Regions from separate parts of the Mus musculus genome. Here region 2 is linked to region 1. Evidence: chromatin contacts called from public HiChIP or PLAC-seq data. All regions are on one chromosome and are shown on one strand. The core of a region is the stretch at or near the end of the contact, and the rest is flanking DNA. Distances in the headings are between cores, read along the strand shown.

Region 1 (7,599 bases), core at 3,542-6,041:
ACCCGGATCTGTCCCAGCCCTGGCTTATCACTGCTGTGTTGACTCTGCTACTGTTATCTGTGGTCCAAGGATTTGCTTCACACCTGGACAGTTAAGAATAGAGCTGCGTTAAGGGCACTGTGCCAGTCGGAGAGGGGCAAGGGCTGGCCTCGGGAGAGAGTCATGGGCACGAGCTGAGGCCAGGTCTGGGGCAGGCCCACTGGAGCCAGCCTAAGTTTCATTTCCTCCTTCCTGCAGGGCCGCCAGGCACAGGAGAGAGGCAATTCCTCAGTTCTTTCTCAGGCCACCTCTGTGTCCCTGTGTCACCTCTTCCCCATATCCCTGTTTTCGAATGAGGCCAGCCTTCCACCCCTCTGTGGCTCCTTGCCTTCGGGAGTCCTCCCCGAAAGGCCGCTTCCAGGCCCTTCATAGCTGAGTCCTGGCCGCTCTGACCCAAGAGTTGCAGATGAAAAACCACAGCTGGCATAACTAACAGGAGGCCATCTTTTATTCAGCTATGTTTGGGTTCCCATCCCTGTCTCCAGTTTTCCAGGCCAGTCCTTCTGAGAGCCACCACTAACTGCCCCAGTGTCCCCCAGGGCAGGGCTGGGCTTCACCAGGCTTACGTAGTTGAGGCGCTTGACAAAGGGCATGAACAGCCTACCAGAAGTCCTGGCTCACCAGCCCAGATCAGAGTGCAGGGGTCTGGCAGTGACCACTGAGGGAGCAGACCGCCAAAGCTGCCCCAAGTGGGTGGGGTGACTTGCTCCTACAAGTTGGCAGAAGTGGTCACCACAGCTGGGTTGGTATAAGAGAGACTGCTACTGCCATTACCTGCCGAAACCTGAGTGAAGGGGAAATAATTTCAGGGAAAAAGAATCTTCCAGGTAAAACCCCGATGGCACCTGGGGCCAAGGGGCCTGGCAAGCTCTCAAGGGGTTAATTCGGAGTGTGCACCTGCTGGCCCCAGAGCTGCCAGGTGACTGTAAACACACAACTCCACTGCCCCCTCCCCCCCCACACTCCCCTCCGCTTGGCTGTAGATCCCTAGCCCTCTTGTAGGCCCCACCTATCTTTCTCTCCTTTTAGTTTTTGATCCTCTGGCCCAAAGGGCTGTGTGTGTGTGTGTGTGTGTGTGTGTGTGTGTGTGTGTGTGTTTGTGTGTGTGTGTGTGTATCTGGAGGAGGAGGAAAGTGGGGCGAGAAAAGGACGTGCTTGTCTCCTTCCCCACCCACTGGCCTTTCGGTCTCAGGTGGCCACAGTAATTATTTACGAGACTCAACAGGGAAAGGCCTGAGGGAGGGAAGAGAGAGGTACCCTTGCTTTCCTAAAACTCCCTCAGCACACTCATCTAGCAAGAGGAAACTTCTCTTCCATCAGAGCCCTCCCACCCTACCCCAGCCCCATGTATCTACTCCCAGACCCCTAGGAGGTCAGCGGGAAATGCAGTGGGCGGGGCTCCCAGGGGCACAGGATCTCCTAGCCTCACCTCTGGGCATCCTAATGAGTACAGAATGGTACAGGTAGACGGCGAGGCTTTTTGGGGAAGACTGGTAGTGCAGACACTTTTTTCTGTCATCTCCCAAGGTCTGACCCCCTCCCCCCGCCCCCAGAACTCGACCTCCATTCCCAACCTTGCCAGGCTCCAACTGCTCACCTATCTGGGCTTCCTTGGGTTTTTCCCAAGTTCCCCTTCAGAAGGCCCCACCCTGCCCAGGTCGATGGCCCAAGCTTCTTCGGGATACACTTTACCTCCTCATAGGGGCTACGCTTGGTACTGCCAGGGGGCACGTAGCGTCCGTGAGTGTGGTAGGTAGGGTATTCACTCATAGGATGGTAGGTGTCCTGGGTTGGAAAGATGTCCAGCTGCCCATAGCTCTTTCGGCGGCACTGGCACACTGCCTAGGGAGACAGGAGATTGGATTGGCCAGTGGGGTTCCATTTACCAAGGGCACACCGCGCCGCAGAAGGCTTGAGACTTACCAGGGCAAGGAAATAGACGATAGCCAAAGCAACCAAAATACAGACCAGCACCAGCAGGGCAATGCCCCAGCCTGGTACCCCCGGCCGGGACTGGGCAGAGGGAGGGAACTGCATCTCATTCACTAGAAGGGAAAGCGGTGGTCAGGGAAGTCCCCAAGGGAGGTGGATTTCCCACTCCTGGCGCCAGAAGTAAACAGGTGGTAAAGCCCCATAGTATGGTGCCAGGCTGCAGCTGGGGCTATCACCTCACCTTTGACTTCTGAAATAGTCAGATTATAGTCATCTGCCTCCTTCTTATGCTGTATAAGCTGTGACTTCACGTCAGAGGCACTAAAAGTACCCTCCCGGAAAACCACAGTCGATTCTACCACCACGGAGCCTGACCTGGTCACAGGAAATAGGGAGCTCAGATAGACTGAGCTTATAGCTCAGCACTCCTCTCCCCACCCCACCCCCATCCCGACACCACAAAGTCACGAGACTGACCATTCCTCCCCCAAGTCAAATCCAGAACTGTACCTGAACTTGATGCTAGAGATCCCCAGAAAATCTCCGTTAAAAATCTGCAGAAACTGGGAGAAGAGGAGAAGACTCAGGAGTGATGTGAAAGCCATGCAGTCCTGAAGAGCTACGTCAGGGGACACATGGCAGAGGCTAGGCTGATACCCACCAATCCAGAAATGTTCCTCTTCAGTTCTTGGTAGTAGTTGGAGCTGGGGTCTTCCAGAGAAGAATTAAATGGGTGGTTTTGAATGTAAAAAGACAAGAAGAAGAAGGAGACCCCAACAGACAACTGGGGTGAACTGTTACTGGAGAAGGTAGAAAATGGTACTGTGCTATAGTAAGAGCTGCTGGCAATAGTGCTGTGGCTGGAGGTGGTGGCCATGGTAGGAGAAACAGGGTATTGACTTGGCACTGAAGGCTGAGTGCCATTGCTGACTGGAGTTGTAGCTATTGCAGAGGTATTATAGACTAGACTGGTAGCTGAGCCCAACACAGAACTGGTAGGTAGCACCGAGGAGCCATTGTGGTCTGGAATGATAGCTGAGCCTGACGTCACTTTGGTAGTAGAGAATGGCATGCTACTGTAAACTGGAGTGGTGGCCAAGACTGATTCAGAGCTGTTAGTTGTAGTTGAGGTACCACTGTGGTCTGGACTGGTGGCTGAGCCCAGTGCAGAGCTGGTAGTTGTGACTGAGGTGCCATTGTGGTCTGGAGTGCTAGCTAAGTCTGATGTAGTCTTGATGTTTTGGATGGAGGCACTACTGTGGACTGGAGAACTGGTGGAGTCCCTTAGAGGGCTGGTGGCTGGAGAAGAGGTGCCACCGTGGGCTACTGGAGAGCTGGCGGAGTCTTCTGAAAGGCTAGTGGCTGGGGAAGAGGTGTCATCATGGGCTACTGGAGAGCTGGTGGAGTCCACTGGAGCTGTGGTGGCTGGGGAGGAGGTGCCACTGAGGACTGCAGTACTGGTAGAGTCTTCGGGAGCTCTGGTGGCTGGAGAAGAGGTGCTACTATGGTCTGGAGAGCTGGTGGAGTCCCCTGGAGGGCTGGTGGCTGGGGACGAGGTACCACCGTGGACTACTGGAGAGCTGGTGGAATCCACTGGAGCTGTGGTGGCCGGAGCTGAAGAGGTGCCACTGTGGACTACTGGAGAGCTGTTGGAGTCTTTTGAAAGGCTAGTGGCTGGGGAAGAGGTGTCACCATGGGCTACTGGAGAGCTGGCGGAGTTCACTGGAGCTGTGGTGGCTGGGGAGGAGGTGCCACTGAGGACTGCAGTACTGGTAGAGTCTTCAGGAGCTCTGGTGGCTGGAGAAGAGGTGCTACTCTGGACTGGAGAGCTGGTGGAGTCCCCTGGAGGTCTGGTGGCTGGGTCTGAGTTGCTGCTGTGGACTGGAGTGGTAGTCGATGCTAAGGAACTGCTGGTGTCCTGAGATGAGGTGACACTGTTTTCCTCACTTGGAAGGGCAAGAAAACCTGAACCAGAGTGGAAGATTAGGGGTAAACTGTTTTTATGCTCACAGCAGCGCAGCACTAATCAACAGAGTTGGACACTGGGTCGCTTTGGATAACATGTGTGATGTTTTAGTTCCGGCTAGAGCCAAAGTTGAAGAAAAAAAAAACAAAACAACAACAACAACAAAAAAAAAACCTACTGGGTTGATGAATAAAAATCAGAGCAAGAAGAAAAATATAAACTCTGAAAACAAAGTAACCGGGGAAGGAAGGGGGATCATGTTAGCATCAGGTAGCCCCTGGTTTGCCTTCATCCTGACAGCCTCCCTCCCTAAGCAGAGGTCTCACCTCTGCTTCTGGCTCATTTATTCCTCTACTTGAGACAAGTATTCATACTGTAGCCTAAGCTGGCCTTGAACTCTCTGTGAACCTGAGCGTCCAGGGTGTGGGAACTATAGACTGGAACCACTGCACACGGCCCCATTCTTCCACTCCGGAGCTACTTCTCCTGACACAGCCTCTCTTCTCTACTCCCCACAAAGAGTATTATTTGCCTACTATAGTGCCCACTCTCCTGAGGGGTCACCTCTTCTCAGCCTCCTTCCTTAGCCTCTTTTCCCCCCTGGCACATACTGGGCCATACCTGTATGGATGGCCATTTATGACTCTCATAATCTACCAGTAAGCAAACTCCACAGAAAGACTGGGAGTCCCACCTGAACAGCGCAGCCCCTCCCCACCTTGCGCCTCTCACCTTTTAGACTTGCTAGAAGTAGCAGCAGGAAGAAAGGAGCCCGAATGCCCGGGGTCATGGTGGTGGTGAACAGGCGGGAAGGGGCTAGAAAACAAACTCAAGGCTGGCGCTCCGTGTGTGAGGTGGAACAGGGCTGGTGCCTGCTGCTTTATACCAGTCCCCCTCCCGCCCTAGGCACAGTCAGAGCAGGTGACAGGTAACAAAACTCCGCCCCCTCCCCTATTCTTTTCCTCCTCCTCCCCCCCAGTCATTCCTGTGTAGGGTACTTGGGCTCCAATCACTCAACCTTATGACAACCTGTTTTTTCTCCATCTGGCCTCCCACTTTTACCAACCGCTCCTTGACTACCCCAGGTGTGTATGTGGAGGAAACCTGGGGCCCCCTGGCTCTGGTTTTAGTCCCAGAGTGACCGCCAAGAAGAGGAAAGGAAACACAGAAAGGCCCTGGACAGCAAGACATGGGAAGTCCATCCCTAGGTCCCCCGATCCCTTTTCCTATTCTCTCTGCGGGTCCTTGAACACCACTTCTCACAAGTTGAGAGGACATAAGGGGGCTGGATAATAGTGGACAGGTCGCTAGTTTTAGTCTCCCTCCCCGAACCCCCCCCCCCCCCGCCACTTCCCGGAACAGCCCCGCCCTTCTAGCCGTTCCCGGTACTCTGAAAACCACAATCCCCGCCCCTGCCAGACTTTCCAGTAGCCTGGGTCTCTCTTTGGCTTTCTCCCGAGAAAGGCGGTGGGGGAAATTTCCACTTAAAAAGGACTAAACTTGGGCTCCACTGAAGCCTAAGGTCCTTCCTACCCAACCCTCCACCTTGAGTGGCAGGTTGACCGGCCCTTCTATCCGGAAACGCCTGCCCTCTAGTGGTCACCGCGAGCGTCGCGCGGCGTACTCGCACCAGCCGATAGTTTGGCAGCACAGCCCAAGTTGAGACAGATTAACTTAAGGAAGTTAATTGTGCCTTGGCGAAAAGAATCAATGCCTCGGACAGATAGGAAAGAATGCACACTGTAGGGGAGAAGCAAGGGTCATTAATTGGGCTACTAGACTTCTGGGGATGGTGTTTGCGGGTAGGGTAAAAGTGGTTGGAGCCCCAAGGTATCTGGAAGGGGGGGCATCAAGTTGTGTGATGACATTGAATGGTGGGGGGTGGGGTGTAGGACGGGTTATGTCTAGGTAGCTAGATATTGAGGAGGAAGAGATTAAGTAGGTGGGCCGATCGTGGAACATGAGAACGTTGAGATGTATCTGGGAAAGGAATATTTGGGGCGAACAAGCACTCGAAACAAGGCAAACCCGTGTGTTTGTGTGTGTGTTTAGGGAGAAACGAAAGGTGTTCTGAAGGGCAGAAACAGTTGAATTTGGGGAGGGCTTTGGGTTCACAGTAGCGCGGACTGAGGATGCCAGGCCGGATCCCGCAAGCGGAGGTTGCGGAGTAAACCAGCAGGAGCAGTTACAACTGTAGTAGGCAAACAGTTCTTAGTCCCAACGAATACAAGACGGAAACTAATACTTTAAAAACATTTCGGAGGTGCAGGAACGGAGGCGTGGGTCCCACGCTCCCGCCGTGTGTCCCGCCTCTGAGAGGCTTTGTCAGGCCTGCTCCGGGCGGAGTGGAGCCGCCCTACGTCAGTTCGCCCACAAGTATTTAGGTGGGCGGCACCAAACCCCAACTCCCAGGATTGCCAGGCAACAGCCATTCAATTCGGTTGCTGGGACACCCGTCACCATGGCGATGGCTCTGCGCCTCTCAGTCTGAGTATTTAAAGAGCAAGCGCGCGCACTGCTTTAGCGTTGGAAAGTGGCCTTCGGGGCACCAGAGGCTCCCCTCCTCTCCTCACCCTTTCCCTTTCGCCACCTTTCACTCTTCGGGTGTTCAGGCTCTGGCGCACCTCTAAGGTGACCTATACTCCCCAGAGCACTCCAGTCCCTGGGTTCCAGCGGCCCAGGTGGTTAGGGAGCGGGATTCCAGAGCCCCGGGTGGGCGGGAGGGACGGGACGTGGTGCAGTGTTGTTCTTTCCCCTGCCAATATTGCACTCGTCCCGGCCTCCGGCCCCCTCGGCCCCCCCGGCGCCCCCTCACCCAGAGTGGGGCAGCCCCGGCCACCGGGCTTTCGATCTCTACCGAGCTTAGACTGAAGTGTCGCCGCTACCACGGTAAGTAAGCGGGGCTGGAAGGACCTTAGCCACCCTCCAACCTCATCCTTCATTTGGTCCTTTTCCCACCCACACCTCAACTTAGTCTAACTTTCCCTAGCTCTCTAACTTGCAACTACCAGCCTTTCCCCCTCAGGTTCCTTTCTGGGCCGGAAAAGGCCTAAAATAAACAATTGCACTGACTTAGAAAATAACTGAAACTTTATGGCAATGTGCTGTTGTCTTTCCTGGGGTTAGAACCTGAGTAATAATACCCCTTGAAAGTCTCCCAACCCCTGCACAATGGGGTCGCCACCCCTCTGGGGCTGAGCTCCCTGGTGGGTGCCAGAGAGCCATCCGTTAGGCTGAGGGGCTGTAGGTTAGACCCCAGGGTCTCCAGAACAGAGTTCAATGGCCAAAGGTCTCCGATCAGGATCTGGGTCCCGTGGCCACCTCCTCACACTCTTCCCTGGAGCAGCTGCCTCCGGAATGGCTCAAAGTCCTCAGGCACTGTGTCTGAAGAGGGAAAATAAGTCAGGGTCAGAGGACATGGTTTTCCCAGGGCACAGGTCAAGTTGACCGCAGTCTAGAGGCTCACCATTGCATCGGTACTGGAGATTGGACCAAATGATGTTTTCTTGGGAGAAGCAGAATACGCCGAGACGCCCCCCTCGCATGGACGTGTCAATAATCACCCCAGAATCCGCCACTAGCTGGGGACCCTCATAGAGCTTCACCCTGTTGGGAACAGAGGTATCATTGGTGCTAAGGTGCCAGTGAGCACTGTGCCACTG
Region 2 (7,599 bases), core at 1,935-4,434, 150 kb before region 1:
TGACATGAAAGGTGGTTTGGGAGGGTATGGGCCAGAATAAGCACTCGCGCTCTTTTAAAGATTTATTTAATTTACATATATGAGTACATCACCATTGGTCTCGTCAGACACACCAGAAGAGGGCACCAGACCCCATTACAGATGGTTGTGAGCCACCATGTGGTTGCTGGGAATTGAACTCAGGGCCTCTGGAAGAGCAGTCAGTGCCATCTCTCTTAACCTCACCCTCTACTTGACCCTGCAGGAGAAGATGGGGAGCCCCGAGGATGACCTGATTGGAATCCCATTCCCAGACCACAGCAGCGAGCTCCTGAGCTGCCTGAACGAGCAGCGCCAGCTGGGCCATCTGTGCGACCTCACCATCAGGACGCAGGGTCTTGAGTACCGCACCCACAGGGCTGTGCTGGCTGCCTGTAGCCACTACTTCAAGAAGCTCTTTACGGAGGGAGGAGGGGGAACCGTGATGGGAACAGGGGGTGGTGGGACGGCTTCTGGGGGAGCAGGGGCCGGTGTGTGTGAGCTGGACTTTGTAGGGCCAGAGGCCCTAGGTGCCCTGCTCGAGTTTGCTTACACAGCCACACTGACCACCAGCAGCGCCAATATGCCGGCTGTACTCCAAGCTGCTCGGCTACTGGAAATCCCGTGTGTCATCGCTGCTTGCATGGAGATTCTACAAGGCAGTGGGCTGGAAGCCCCCAGCCCCGATGAGGATGACTGTGAGCGAGCCCGACAGTACCTGGAGGCTTTTGCCACTGCCACCACCACAGCCTCAACCTCAGGAATGCCCAACGGTGAAGACAGCCCTCCACAGGTGCCCCTCCTACCGCCGCCGCCACCGCCACCTCGACCTGTTGCCCGTCGCAGCCGCAAACCCCGGAAAGCTTTTCTTCAAACCAAAGGGGCCCGAGCAAACCATCTGGTCCCTGAGGCACCCACAGTACTCACCCATCCCTTGACCTACGAAGAAGAAGAGATGGTTGGTAGATTGGGTAACAGTGGGGGCAGTGGGCTCGGAGATAGCTATAGTCCTCCTACAGGTGCCGCCTCACCTGCCGAGGGGCCCCTGAACTATGAAGTCTTTGAAGGTGAGGAAGAAGAGGAGGAGATGGCATACCCCCCAGGCTACGGGCTAGCCCAGAGTAATGAGCCCTCGCTATCACCAGAGGAGCTGGGCTCAGATGAAGATCCCATCGACCCCGACCTGATGGCTTACCTAAGTTCGCTGCACCAGGACGCCCTGACACCAGGCCTGGATGGCCAAGACAAGCTGGTGCGTAAACGCCGTTCACAGATGCCCCAAGAGTGCCCAGTCTGTCACAAGATAATCCACGGGGCAGGCAAACTGCCTCGGCACATGAGGACCCACACTGGTGAGAAGCCCTTTGCCTGTGAGGTCTGCGGCGTCCGCTTCACCAGGTGAGCACCAGGTGGGGACAGCCCAGAATGGGCTGAGGGTGGCTGTACAATGATTGGTGTGGGGGCCAGCTCTCTGGTGGGTTCCTAGAATGAGGTGGGAGGCCAAAAGAGGCAAACAAGGGCATGCTCGGGAGTGGGCTAGTTCCCAAGAAGATTGAACTGGAAGCAGAGGAGCTCATAGTGCCAGGGCCCATTGAGCTAAGGGCTAATCAAAAAGGGTCTCCTGGGGCAGCAATGGGGAAACCGCAGTGAGGAACAAGGGTGGGTCAAGGCCCGGGGGCGTGGCTAAAATGCCCTGGGGATCCTATCCTGAATCCTGAGTGTCTGCCCTTTCCCCTGCTCGTACTAGGAATGACAAGCTGAAGATCCACATGCGGAAGCACACAGGAGAACGCCCCTACTCGTGCCCCCACTGCCCAGCCCGCTTCCTGCATAGCTACGACCTCAAGAACCACATGCACCTGCACACCGGGGACCGGCCCTATGAGTGCCACCTGTGCCACAAGGCCTTCGCCAAGGAGGACCACCTGCAGCGCCATCTCAAGGGTCAGAACTGCCTGGAGGTGCGCACCCGAAGGCGCCGCAAGGATGACGTGGCAGCCCCTCACTACCCACCGCCCTCGACCACCACCTCATCCCCTGCTGGCCTCGACCTTTCCAATGGCCACCTGGACACCTTCCACCTCTCTCTGGCTCGATTCTGGGAGCAGTCGGCCACCACGGGACCCCCAGTCACTACACAAGGGCCCCCTGAGGAGGAGGAAGAGGAAGGGACACCCACCACACCACAGGCCGAAGGTGCCATGGAGTCCTCTTAAAAGAGGGATGAATGGGCAGGCTGGAACAGCCTGGGACACCACGCCAAGCAACGGGGAGCACATAAAACAAGTGGTATCGGGGTCGGGGGTGCTGAACCTTGTTGGTATCAGAATCGAACGCCTCTTCCCCCCAGAGCCTTCATTCCAATTACAAGCTGAGGTTTTGGGGCACAAGCTCTCTAGATTGGGGTGATCACCCAAGGAGTTAAACATGAAATATATGTCTGTTTGTCTGTCTGTGTGTGTATATATATATGTGTGTGTGTGTGCACGCGCGTGTGTGTGTTACACACACTCTCTGCACACACACACATATATATACACACACAATAAAGGTGGGTCCCTGTCCCCAGCCACTACTGGGGAATTGAAGCAATAATCTATCTCTGATTTGTGGGGTCCCACTTCGGCTATGCGGGTTTCTAGGAGGCTGGGGCTTAGGACCAAATCCTTGCTCTACTCCCATGCCCCCTGGGTTTTGGCTGTGAAGGGGTGGACTGCCCCTCCCTTCCGAGACCCCTCCTTCCTGGTTTCTGTTCCTTTTTCCTGGCCGTAAATTATGCAAAGGGGGGTGGCAAAGGAAGGGTAAGAGGGGGGAAACAAGGTAGAGGCTTGAAAGACTGGGGTGGCGGCGGTGGGGACTGGGCCTGTAAGGACGGAGCCATCCCAGTCCCCCTCCACCCAGTTCCAACGCTGAGTCATGGGGTCCTGGAGAAGAGGAGGGCAGGGTGGCCTGATTGGCTCGCCCGCCCCTGGGGGTAGCAGAAGGTCTCCGCCCAGCTAAGGGAGCTCTCCACCTCTTCCCTCCCGCGTCCCGGGGCAGGGAATGTCTTGTTCCTGGCGCTCCCTCCCTGGGGCCAGAGGGCAGGGCGGGCCGGGCGTCTTACCCTCTTCTCCTCCCTACCTCCCCGCCCAGGTGCAAGCGGGAGCCGCCTCTGCTGCTTGCTGCCCCTGACTCACGCCGCCCCCGGGCTGGCGGGCGCTGGGTGTGGGATGGGGTGAGGGGTTGAGGTAGCCTTGTAGGGAGCGGACAAGCTAGCGCCATCTGGTGGCCATGCCCTGTAAGGGCGAGCGCTACCCCCCAACCCCACCCCCCAGCGACCACTTTTCATGAGCTAGGGTCACACCCAGCCATCTAGGCCTGTGAACGGGTGCCCCCTTGCCAACATGGTGGCTAGGCAAGGCAACTCACTTGCCCCTGGGAAAAGTGAGCTGCGGAGCAGACCCAGAGGTAAGGGAACCTTTCCTCAGACCTTGCCTGGCACTCTTAGGACTGAGTCCACCCCCGTTCTGTACATAGCCTCTTCTGATGGTCTTGTTGAAATCCAATTTCACATTTTTAACTATCAGTTTTCCTGGGGTGGGGAAGAGTCTTCACCCCACCCCTTCCTCGCTGGGTGCTGGACCCCCATTGCGGCCTGGGCTCTGCCTTGCACTATTTACCCCTTTGGCCTAGTGGCCCTTCCCCCTCCTGGAAAGGGGCAGGTTCAGGGGCCCGGTGCTCTCCTCTCCCCATGCACCTCCATGCCCATTTGCACAGCTGCCCAGGTACCCCCAACAGTGGGGAAGGGCCACACAGGGAGGGGTGGCGGGACCAGTCCCTGTATCTATTTAAAAAGTGATGATGTAATATATTAGGAGGGAGGTCAGGTACCCTGGGCCTCATCTTAGCATTTCAGGTGATAGGGGAGCCCAGGGCTGGAGAAACCTGGGGCTTAGTCCCAGAGAGTGGAGACAGTGGCCTCCACTCTCTCTCCTTGTGGCTTCCCCACTCAGTGCCTTAGTGGGGGAACGCATTCCCCTCCCCCATTCCCTTCATCTACCCCTGCCCCTGCCTCGGGTGTAAGTGACAGGAAGAAATAATAATAATTTAAGATTCATATTTGTGTCCACTTTTGGTTCCTTTATTGGGGGAGGGGGGCGGCAGTGGGAGGGGTCGGGAGGGTCTGAGGCTGGGGAGGGGTCTTGTTTGGGGACAGGGATTTCCGAAGTGGTGCCTGGGGTTCTGGGAGAAAGGGGAGGCCCACAAAGCCAGATGAGCTTCTGGGAGATGCTGTGGACGCTTCCTCTGAAGTCACTGCTTTCTGTCCTGGTTCCTGGGAGGAGAGGAAGGACCAGTAAACTCAAAGTCACTGGTGGGTAACCTCTGCCACCGTCCCAGCTCGGGCCCTAACTGCCGCCCTTCTGGCATCCATCCCAGTTCTTCCTTTCCTCTCTTCTTTGTTTTTATAACTCTGTCTCTGTTTTGTTGAGACGGGGTTTCTCTGTGTAGCCCTGTCCCTGTAGACCAGACTGGTCTCAAACTCACAGATCCGCCTGCCTCTGCCTCCCAAGTGCTGGGATTAAAGGCGTGCACTACCACCTAGTGCTCTGAGGACCTGGCAACTGGAATACCTCTCTCCAACCCAGCCAGGGTATCAGCAAATTGCCCCGACTGCTCAAAGGCGATTGTCTCTGTTCCCGAAATTACTCATCCGTTCTTCTCTCCTACCGACCCAGAAAAAGACTTCAACTCTCAAACTCGTGGCTACCATATTTACAAGAGGAAAACAATGGGATCAGCCTTCCAAAAGCTGAGAGAGGACAGTCACTATACATTTCAAACCAACCTGGCCTACAATATTGAGGCCCTGTCACCAAAGGCAAAAAAAAAAAAAAAAACCTCCTCTGACTAAGAACAAAGGCTTCACTATCACCTGCCCCTTAACTCTACCTGGAAGTCCCTCAGCCTCCCAGGGCCAGTTTCTTTGCACTCTTCCTCACAGCAGACATTTCATTCTCTACCACCCACTCTGAAAACTATGTCACTCCCAGACACCTCTCGGGTCTCAGCAGGTGTCCTTGCCTCCTACTCCCTAGAGAAATTGAGGCTGGAGCAGTCTGCAGTCTGTTTAGAAGGGTCTCCACTCTTCAGTCTCAGAGCAGCCCCTCTGGCTACCTCATGCACCATTGCCTGGCCCAGCTCTTCCTCTGGTACCTTAGTCCAGGGCTGGAGGTTGAGCTTGTGCTCTCACAAGCACTCTGCTACTACACTGCATTCATAGACTTCAATGCTCTTTTCCATCTCCTAAATGTACTGGGATGCAGAAACACCTGTTGGTGCCGTGTACCTTGTATGTGAAGCCAATTCTTTATCATCAGGCTTCCTTTTTTTAGAGCCAAGCATGGTAGCACATCATAACTTTCATTCTATGGAGACTGAGGTAGAAGGGTTACAAGTTCAAGGCCAGCATGGACCACATAGTATGAATAGGGAGGCTGTGCGGTGGTGGCACACACCTTTAATCCCAGCACTTGGGAGGCAGAGGCAGAAGGATTTCTGAGTTCGAGGCCAGCCTGGTCTACAGAGTGAGTTCCAGGACAGCCAGGGCTATACAGAGAAACCCTGTCTCAAAAAACAAACAAAACAAAACAAAAAGAATAGGGAGCCAAAAGCAGGCAGATCTCTATGAATTCAAGGCCATCCTGGTATATATAACTATGTTGGGCCAGCCAGAGGCTATATAGTAAAACCCTGCCTCAATAAATAAAGTAATTAAGCCCTCTTTTTAATTGCAAATGTTATATTAAAGGAATCCTAAATCATCTTCCTCTTTAGAAGCCACATTCTCTATTTCTGAGTCTTTGTCAGGTGCTTTGTGATCTAGTTTTAGCCATCCTGAAACCATGAAAAATGTTCCCACAAGCCATACATACCAGTTGTCTGGTCCCCCGGCTCTGGATGGATTGTTGGTCCCAGCTTGCTCATGGTTTGCCTTTCATGGGCTAAGCTCTCCTGCTCTCTTGAGCCTCTTGCCTCAGGTTCTGCCCCTGTCCCCCTCTTTCCGCCTCCTTAGCCTATTCCAGTAGCTCCCAGTAATAGATTCAATTTCCCATTTCTCCTTACTTTAAGGCTTTTAATTGTATGTGGATGTCTATGTCAGTATCTGCCACACGTGTGGGTGCTTGTTCAGAAGTCACACAAGATCCCGCCTGCAGCTCATGAGTCCCTCACCCCTTAACATGAGCGCTAGGACGGATTCTTCGGAAGAATAGCAAGATTAGCCATGATGCCATCTCTGTCCTTGAATATTCATTATCTTTATGAATGCTTTGCTTGTTTATATGTGTGAGTTCTGTATGCATGTCCAGTGGCCACAAAGTCCAGAGGAAGGTGTTGGATCCCCTGGAATTAGAGATACTAGTTAGCTGCAATGTGGGCGCTGGGAACTGAGCCTGAAAGTAGCCCAAGTGGTTTTGTTTTGTTTGTTTTTTTTGAGACAGGGTTTCTCTGTGTATATCTGGCTGTCCTGGAACTCAACTCTGTAGACCAGGCTGGCCTGGATATCTATCCACCTGCCTCTTACCCCTAAATCAAATGCTGGGATTAAAGGCGTGTGCCACCACTGTCTGGCTATCAAGTGCTCTTACCTCACAGCTGCCTCTTTAGCCTCTTTCCTTCCTTTTATCTTTTCTGGTCTTGCCAAAATGATCTGGTTTGCATGGAACTCACTAAGTAGCCTCAGACTTCTCTGATTGTTAAGCCAGGATCTCACTATGTAGACCTTACTGATCAGGAACTCACTGTATAGACTAAACTGGCTCTCCCCTCCCCCCCCCCAACAGACACACACTTAACTTTGAAGACCACCAGCTTGAGCAGGGTGTGAAACACCCAGCTAATCCCAGCCTTAGGGAAGGAGTTTTGAGCCATTCTTGGCTACATAGAAAAATCTGATTTCAACAAACAATAAATAAACAAAAAGAATTTAGGCTGTGTGTGTGTGTGTGTGTGTGTGAGAGAGAGAGAGAGAGAGAGAGAGAGAATGGCCTGATGATAAGAGTAAACACACCTTTAATCTCAGCATTCGGCTAAAGCAGATACCTATCTCTCTGAGTTCAAGGCCAGCCTGATCTACATAGAATGGAATTCCAGGCAAATCAGGTCTTCTTAGTGAGACCCTGTCTTAAAAAAAAAAAAAAAGATAAAAAATAAAAAAGCCATATCTTGCATGTGCAAGGTTAGAACCCACAAGGGAGGAGGAAGAAGAGGAAAAAGGAAGAGGGCTAAGGAAAAGAGAAGCAGACACAGTGGTTTATCTGTAGTCCCAGCATTTACTGTAATCCCAAACAGGAAGGACTGCTAAACATTTGAGGCCAAGGCCAGGAATGGCCCTCCCCACCTTTAATCCCAGCACTGAGGCAGTAAAAGCAGGTAGATCCCTCTTGGAATTCAAGGACAGCCTGGTCTACACAGAATTCCAGGACAGCCTGGTCTACCCATTGAGACCGCGCCTCAAAACAGAAAAGAGATAAAAGTGAATGCATGCATCCCTTAGCCAGCTAAGATCCTCCCGAGGCCAGGGGAGCCTCCCCCCCCCCCCAG

What was found. HiChIP or PLAC-seq counts read pairs in DNA pulled down with a chosen protein or histone mark.
Region 2: an HNF4G HiChIP or PLAC-seq map of pancreatic cancer cells shows a contact between it and region 1. The contact joins the enhancer-like site here to the promoter of Muc1 in region 1. A contact is called at or near these places in 3 of 39 promoter capture datasets (liver and macrophages), 2 of 484 Hi-C or Micro-C datasets (both in embryonic stem cells), 5 of 115 datasets of contacts at active chromatin or transcription factors (embryonic stem cells and pancreatic cancer cells) and 3 of 9 other capture datasets (adipose tissue, liver and pancreatic islet).

What each region holds. Positions count from the first base shown.
Region 1 is chr3:89,226,248-89,233,846 of GRCm38.p6, reverse strand. Muc1 (mucin 1, transmembrane) reads right to left here and starts at 4,791. Exons shown (of 7, transcript NM_013605.2): 1 at 4,670-4,791; 2 at 2,633-3,936; 3 at 2,482-2,534; 4 at 2,213-2,346; 5 at 1,963-2,084; 6 at 1,732-1,881; 7 at 466-823. The coding sequence starts at 4,727. The coding sequence ends at 749. Thbs3 (thrombospondin 3) reads right to left here. Exons shown (of 23, transcript NM_013691.3): 22 at 7,404-7,543; 23 at 7,006-7,321. The coding sequence ends at 7,263. It overlaps Mir92b (microRNA 92b), which reads left to right and starts at 6,649; the gene lies at 6,649-6,731. LOC115489723 (a long non-coding RNA gene) reads left to right here and starts at 6,738. Exons shown (of 2, transcript XR_003954661.1): 1 at 6,738-6,826; 2 at 7,368-7,599.
Region 2 is chr3:89,374,161-89,381,759 of GRCm38.p6, reverse strand. Dcst2 (DC-STAMP domain containing 2) reads right to left here. Exons shown (of 15, transcript NM_001370853.1): 15 at 4,117-4,330. The coding sequence ends at 4,309. Zbtb7b (zinc finger and BTB domain containing 7B) reads left to right here. Exons shown (of 3, transcript NM_009565.5): 2 at 245-1,416; 3 at 1,766-4,116. The coding sequence starts at 251. The coding sequence ends at 2,234. Among named protein-coding and RNA genes, the nearest start is that of Dcst2, 13 kb to the right of the region's middle. Within about 2 kb of position 3,184, at least 281 of the 459 cell types and tissues checked have an H3K27ac peak or open chromatin away from gene starts, as enhancers often do. A contact at or near this core is called in adipose tissue, embryonic stem cells, liver and 1 more, where this site is marked.